2 separate regions of the Bicyclus anynana genome follow, and region 1 is linked to region 2. Evidence: chromatin contacts called from public Hi-C data. All regions are on one chromosome and are shown on one strand. Each heading gives the region's core, a stretch centred on a gene start, on an enhancer-like site or on the middle of the called end of the contact. The rest is flanking DNA. Distances are from core to core; before and after follow the strand shown. Region 1 overlaps LOC112051487 (transcription factor Sox-5). Region 2 overlaps LOC112051487 (transcription factor Sox-5).

Region 1 (3,806 bases), core at 165-2,664, 84 kb after region 2:
GTTTCTTTCACAAACTAATTGGTCTGACGTTAACCCCTGGCTTTTTCCGTTTCAGAGCCATTTTTGAAAGCGCCTCGTTGACACATGATATTTTAGCGCGTACTTTTTTTTATGTAAGTGTTTAACATCATGTCGGTTAAGTGCGGGACTCGAGTGTCATGAAAATATCATGTAAATGGATGGTGAAATTAATTTTGTCAATATTACCAACATGACGCGCTGTGAGGAGCGAGCGGGCGGCAAAACGACTTTTTCAAAACACCATTTTATGTTGGCACTTCATAATATTCAAAGAGCGGAGTTATATTTAAAATAGGAAGTAATTTTTGCATCCTCCTTACAATAGGCTGGCGCAATTAGTTAATTAAATATTTATTAGGTTCTAGTGGACGGTGCGAGTTCTTTCGCGACGGTTTGGGGTCTTTTTCAATGATCCCTTGCGAAGTTTTTGATTTATGGGATCTGTAGAACTAAAAATAATGCTTACCACAAATGTAGGTATAAGTGAGAGCCGGGATAGCCTAATGGGTATGACCTCTGCCTCCGGTTCCGGAGGGTGTGGGTTCGAATTCGGTCCGGGGCGTGCACCTCCAGCTTATCAGTTGTGTGCATTTTAAGAAATTTAATATCACGTGTCTCAAACACGTGTCTCCTCTCAGAATGAGAGGGGTTAGGCCAATAGTCCACCACGCTGGCCCAATGCGGATTGGCAGACTTCACACACGCAGAGAATTAAGAAAATTGCAGATTTCCTCACGATGTTTTCCTTCACCGATTGAGACTGGGCTATCACGGCTCTTTCGGTTCGGTGTACCATTGACATAATGAGTCACATAGTTTTTATCATATTTTCGTTTTTGTGACCTAAAATAGTTATTTCAACGAAATAACCTTAACTGCACCATTTTACATTAAGCGGTAAAGTTTCTTTGTTTTTACGATCATCTTACATGATTATTTCAACGAAACTATGTAAATACCAGTTTTTCGTTAACATAACTTTACTACCTGCTACTACATGAAAAAGGAAGACGCAAAACGCACGTTTTGCACTCAATCACATACCTACCAAACCTACTAAACTAACAATCTATTTCAATATTAATCGCGCCGTGATTTCACAGTAAAATCCCGCCTACGCCCTGCGTCACAATCCACTTCCTATCCAAGACCATAACCCATTTATACCTAACCGTCAATCCATTGTTTTCCCAATGATAACCGCCGAATCAAATTATTGGCTGCATTACAACAGATTCTCCTCAAGCGATTCACGACTCTATAAAGCAAATATCGCGAGTTAAAAGAGTGAAATTCGCATGCATCGCTTTCACTAGGGCAGTTCGATGCTGTGGTGGGGATAACAATTGTCTATTGTCGGTGACTATCTCTGTTGCGCATCGCAGGCAACGGTTATTGTTAGACAGGGACGCGGAATGAGGTCGTCCCGTTTTAACACAATGCTCGTGGAAATGGGCACCGCCTTTGTAGTATTTTCCTCCATTCGGCCACGTTTGTTCTCATTCCATGTAATCCGTTATTTGCGCATGTCCTTTAGATAATTGCTGTGTTTAACGTGTTAGCGTTGTTATTAAAATCCGCCTTAGGAATGTATTTAACTGTCTACATATACCTAACTAATATATGTATTTATTATTAGGTGGGTGCGAGTAACTAGTATATTATATTGTAGATTCTTTATGATGTCTGATTATGTTCTTATAATAGGTATATGTATCCTTTTATCTACATCGTAGTTTTCTTTGAAGTTTTTCCGATCAAATTGTGTAGGTAGGTTATTTATTAAGCGGTGATCAATTTAAGGAACTATTATTTCTAAATTGGTCAATTTCTCTAGAAATAGAAACCAATTTAGAAACGACAGTTTTTTACCTTTATCTGGTTTCTACAATCATTCATGATTTTAGAAACCAGATATTAAAATCGTATAAAAGTAGGCACCGTATGACATTTGTTACATAGTATCTCAATTTCGTTATGTCAACTAATATACGCCAAAGTTAGTGAATTAGCCAGAACAAATTACTGGTCCTGGAAAAATATTTTTAAACGTCTCAGATTTATATGACTTGTATTCTTGTAGTCTAAGGTGCTGGAAACCACCCACCGGAAAGCGCAGTGTTGGTCGACCCCTCACTAGGTGGACTAAGGACATCAAGCGCGCCGCTCCTAGATGCTGGCGGCTCGAGTCCGTTTTGTTTGGAAGTCCATGCAAGAGGCCTATGTCCAGCTGTGGACGTCCATCGGCTGATAATAATGATGATGATTCTTGTAATGAACTTACTAATTAATCAGTTACTAATTAATTAATCAGTTTTGGACATGTCTCCCGGCGAGGGAATGACTGTATCGAACGCCTTGTTGTGCAAGGGAAGGTGGAGGGAACTAGGCAACGCGGAAGGTCACCCATGCGATGGACCGACCAGATTAAATCTGCTGTAGGCGGTCCCTTGCATGAATGTACGCGACTCACTACACAAAGGGAGAAGTGGCGAATGCTCGTGAGGCGTATTACATCTGCCTCCAACACGTCCTAAAGACCACGACCGCTCTGTCAAGAGCGCAGCGACAAAGAAGACTAATTAATCAGACAGACGATTACATGGCACTTTATATTAACAACAAAATGCATAAATATTTTAATATGTTCAAAAGTGCTCGCTTATCAAGCCCATTTGCTGTATAAGCAATGTCGTTTTATTTTCGTATTGCCGTTTTCTATCTAACTGGTTTGCTTGATGTACTAGGAATGCATAAAATTTCGCAATAGCGTCTGCATTCTTCTCCGAATGAATTTTCCCGTCGCCGCAATAGTGATGTGGCGGGAAATTTTTATGTTGAAATTTCGTTTATCGATACAGGATGGATTTATCGATTCATTCACGTTGAAATAAAAAGTGTTGTTAAATTTTATAGCTCAGCGATTACGCTTGAATTTTTTGTAGTTATGTATTATGGAGACAGTCTTTGTCATTGATTTTTTATACAGGCTTAGAAATTTTGAGCTTTACTTGGATTAACATCCTAAAGGCTGTGCCATTAATATCGGACGTAGTAACGACAATATCCGAATAAAGCAATACGGCAAAGTGTAACGGCCTAACGTCTTTCTGAGGTAAGATGTCGATCTAAAAAGATGTGATGATGAAAGATGCTCTCAAAGTACCTATGTTCCGTTCTTCTGGCCCTCGAGCTCGATTTTGGTGGAACTTCTAAGCTTGCTCAAACCTTGGAGACGCTGCTTCGATCTAATGAGAACCTTCAGCAAAAAGGTAATAAGAAAAAGTTTTTTTCTTCGTATTTAATTATACATTTATCGATGTAAATTCAACATCACTATGCAATATTTAGCAATTCGCCGATTGCCAGTACTTGTGCTTGTAAAGATTAATTATATAGTCGTGCGTTTAATTTGTGCAGAGCGTGTAAGTGGTTATTTTAAATCCGTGAATATATGATGTTCGGTCAATCAAAGTGCATCTAATGGGAGCGAGCGTAATAGTGCTGTCAAAACGGTTATCGATATTTATGTACGCACTGGTATGTGTTTATTGATTATTAATTAAAATTATATTACACGAAATATGTTAATTATTAAATAACTTTAAGGTAGGTACTAGCCTACTTTAAACTTTACTACCAATACAAACAAATCAATTATAAATATCAATAATTTAGGTACTTGTAATTAAGACTAAAAGGTATACATTGATTGAATATTGGTTATTATTCAATAACATGACTACCTTTTATATAAAACGTAAAACACAAAATTTTTTACAAAA
Region 2 (3,943 bases), core at 1,274-3,773:
GGCTTACGGCAGTAGGTAGCTAGCAATATTTTTGAAGCGTCACACACAATGCGTTGTGTTTGGCTAATGAAAGTAGATATTGAAATCGACCGGCAAATTTAAAAAAAAATCGTCCGGCGTTCTTTCATTTTTAACCCCCGACTCAAAAAGAGGGGTGTTATAAGTTTGACGTGTCTCTCTGTCTGTATGTCTAACTGTCAGTCTGTCAGTGGCACCATAGCTCCCAAACGGATGAAGGTATTTAATTTTTTTTTTTTGAAAGGTGACATAAGTAAAGTGATAGTGTTCTTAGACATGTTTAATGAAAATCAATTGAGCCGTTTAAATGTTCTGGGGGTTTAAAGTTGGGAAGAATAACCGAATGTCTGCAAATATACTCGAGTGGGGTCTCAAATGAAAGCGCACTGAAAATGAATATTGATGACTTGATCGAAAATGTACCTAATTAATAATTTCATGACCTTCGGGGCTTTTCAAAACTTTAAATTTTGTGTTATTTTAAAGTATAAACAAGTCTTGGGCGTTAGTGCTATTTCTCCAGAAACAGACTTTATAGATTAAGGCATACCTACATACCTACTTGCGTTAGTTTCCAATTGAATATTTAATGTAGGTACAGAAGGTACCTACCTACTTACATGTTAGGTATTCTTTGTACCTAGGTAGGTAGGTACTTCTGAATAATTACATATAGGTATATTCAGAAGTAAGTACCTACGTAGTTTATTTTTGTAGGCTAAAACTGAGATTTACTTAAATGAAAAACAAACGAACTGTTTTGAAATTACTACAGAGCTACGTATGGCGTAGTTAACAGTTAAAACCGGATTCGCTTATTACGGAAACAGAATACATGTATTTAACCGTAACATCGGACCTGGCTAATTATTACCGGCCTTATAGATCCTAATGCAATAACATAAAGGCGATTTTCTTGTGCATCAAAGTTCATGTTACTGTTAAAGTTGAACTTTAGGACGTCGCAGTAAAGTCTAGTTCTGTTTTGTTGGATCGCGTTGGACAGTAAGCGACACCTGTTCGCAGCATCCGGTCTAAGATGCGTCTGTAATGAGCACCCGCTGCGTACACTCGAGTGAGAAAGCGTTTGCATATTTTTTTAATAAGTAGATAATAGTTAGAATTAGAATTTTAAGGGTTACCTACTTAAATTCGAAAAGTGGTGCGATCCCTGCTGTAAACTATACCTATCCATTGTAAATAGGTAGGTACCTACGTATACTAAAGAAAAATCAATCATTAAATAAACTTCAAAAATAACAACCTTAAATAAGTAGGTACAACAATAAACAGAACCAGAAAATGCGTACAAATCATGCAATTTTGTCTTACAATTGCTAGTACCTACCTAGGTAGCTTTTTCTTTTTCTTAGGGTGTATGTTCATCTGTAGGTAGGTATATTTTTTTATTGAATAGGCATCCACTTATAGGCAAATAGATGTTCAAATGAATTACTTTCGTGAAACTTAGACTTCGGACGTGATATTAAATAAGTTCGTGGAGGAACTCGATTGCGTTTTAAAAAAAATCACTCGGTTACCTACCGAATCAGACATTTTCCCTCGATAAATCTAGCTAACCATGTTGGTACTTGTCTATTATTATTTTATTAATTAGTTGCTAAAGCTTATATTTAGGTAAAGCGTATCTTATTTTCCACGCGACAGTATCGAGAGCATTGAACACTTGACGTATCGTTTAAGTCCATTTTGCTATTTTATATTGAATATAAATAACCCGTAGATATCTTAAGAATAATGAGCTTAGTTAGAAAACTCGAGAGATATAAGATCTAGTAGCCAGTTTATCATAGCTAAACCACCATTGGTCATATTATCTACATGGAATTCATTAGTAGGTAGGTCTATTTTGATAAATTGGTCTAGCCTAGTCTGTATAACTAATAATTAGCTGAAGTAGGCTTTTGCCAATCCTACTTATTCGTAAGTAGGTAAAATCTCAAGTTAATACTGTTTAGTTACGTAGTTACTTACCTATTTATTACAAACAAGCAATATAAAGCAACCAAAATAAGGCGTTACTTACTACATTGGGCAAGATACTTTTAATAATTGCCAAATCCCTTCAGTCAGCGTTGACAAGCATGCTTCAACTTAAACATTCTATGTTTATCAAATTTTTTATTATGCTTCCATGTCTTGGGCTCATAACAATGTATGCGATTGTTATTTTTTGCACACACAATAAGTGTGTGTGAAAACTAAGAAAACGAATAAAGGTGCAGTAAGGAATAATACCTATAGGTACTTTCAGACTTCTGTACAGTTCAGATGAATTAATTGAACGCAAGACGAGAAAACTACAGTTAATACAAACAAAATTATGAAAATATAACTAACGTTAGTTTGAGATTGGACGTATCACGAACAATGAACGAATTTGAAGCTGAACAATTCTAAATTTGAAATAATCACACCAATCCGACAATAGAGTTGACGCGGCATTCCAATTCGGTGCGCTATTGTTGAATGCGGCGCCCTGATTGGCCGAGGGGCACAATGGGCCACGCCTCCCACACAATGCCCTATTGTCAGCTACCTGTGTGCCGCCCAGCGAACCTACGCTAGCTTCCTCTGTAAACTGTAAACAGACGTTTGTAACAATTACGGATTTTTCACGCCGACTGCAACAATTGGTATTGAAATTCAAAATATTCGATGTCCAATAGCCTCTAAGTTGCGTGTCTGAAACCTGAAAATCATAGATTTGATTCTTTTAATTCTGTTGGTAGGTACATTTGGGTAATGATCAGGTACTTAGGCACTTACCTATAAATTTTCAAAAGCTAAAAGTTCTGTAAATATCACCCAAAACACATTAGAAACATGTAGGTAAAAAATAAAATCGTTTAAATGCATAAACAGTCTTAAGTGCTGTAAATGGAAATGGCTTAGGCCGGCTACAAGGGTGCGTTTTATATTCATAGACTTAGACACATTCTCATTTTGTTACTTTGCTGTTTATTTTCACTTTCGACATGTTCTATGCCTTTTGGAGCTCATAGTCATAAGGTACAAGGTACGTATCTATTAATAATCAAAACTCAATAGTTTTGTCGGTTTTATCTAATTTAATATTCCATTGACTAGTTAAGGCAGTAGACAGTACCTACTGCTTACCTACCTAATGTAATCTAAGCATAGCCACCACAGTTATAAGAGAGATTCAAATCCAAGAGGTCTATAGAGTCCGATGAAATAATAACCCACTAAAATATTGTCGTGATACCCATTCCTATTGAAAATTTCCACTTGTTTGGAATGGAAGTGGAATATTCAAAATCAAAAATACACTCAATCAAAGAGATGAATGGAAAAAATTGGAAGTGGCCTATACTTTACATAATTATGATCATTATTTAGGTAGTATTACTAACATAGTTTAGGTAAATACTTTAAAATATATTGTTGTTAGGCTTAAGATGTGACATTGTAGAGCCGCCGTTAAAAAACGGTCAACCAAAATAACCGCTCAGCGTATAAGCGACCTTATTGATTTTTTCCCGAAAAAAAAAACTGTAAAAGCATCATTAAAAAACTAAGTGAAGCGGACATCGTCGCTAAGCGAGTTACACGAAATATTGGCTAGGGGGGGAAATAAATGAACATTAGTCCGACTAATGGACACGTTTACTTCAGTTGGGAGTATTTTTAAAATATCCAAAATGGATTTTGCCTTGAAATTAATCACATTTACTGTGACTTTATCCTATCCAAGATATTCATTTATTTACTTTTTCGTTGGTCTATTGGTTAGTCGCTTATAATATTTTTTTTACTCTGCTAATTGGCATAGATCATGAAATCTTGGTTTCGAAAGCTGCGTCGGGTTTACATATTTTTAAATATGTAAGTAGAATCATTATTTTATCATTATTTTTAAAAATTAAGCCTCAATAGCTCA

What was found. Hi-C and Micro-C count contacts between places; a contact is called where the count stands out from the background.
Region 1: a Hi-C map of whole body shows a contact between it and region 2, with 2.7 times the contacts expected there. The contact joins two enhancer-like sites. A contact is called at or near these places in 2 of 2 Hi-C or Micro-C datasets (whole body and whole larva).

The regions. Positions count from the first base shown.
Region 1 is chr23:11,202,002-11,205,807 of ilBicAnyn1.1, forward strand. The region is part of intron 3 of LOC112051487 (transcription factor Sox-5); the gene reads left to right. Among protein-coding and RNA genes, the nearest start is that of LOC112051489, 85 kb to the right of the region's middle. Within about 2 kb of position 1,415, at least 4 of the 8 cell types and tissues checked have open chromatin away from gene starts, as enhancers often do.
Region 2 is chr23:11,116,893-11,120,835 of ilBicAnyn1.1, forward strand. All of the region lies in intron 1 of LOC112051487 (transcription factor Sox-5), which reads left to right. Among protein-coding and RNA genes, the nearest start is that of Trnad-guc, 5.8 kb to the left of the region's middle. Within about 2 kb of position 2,524, at least 5 of the 8 cell types and tissues checked have open chromatin away from gene starts, as enhancers often do.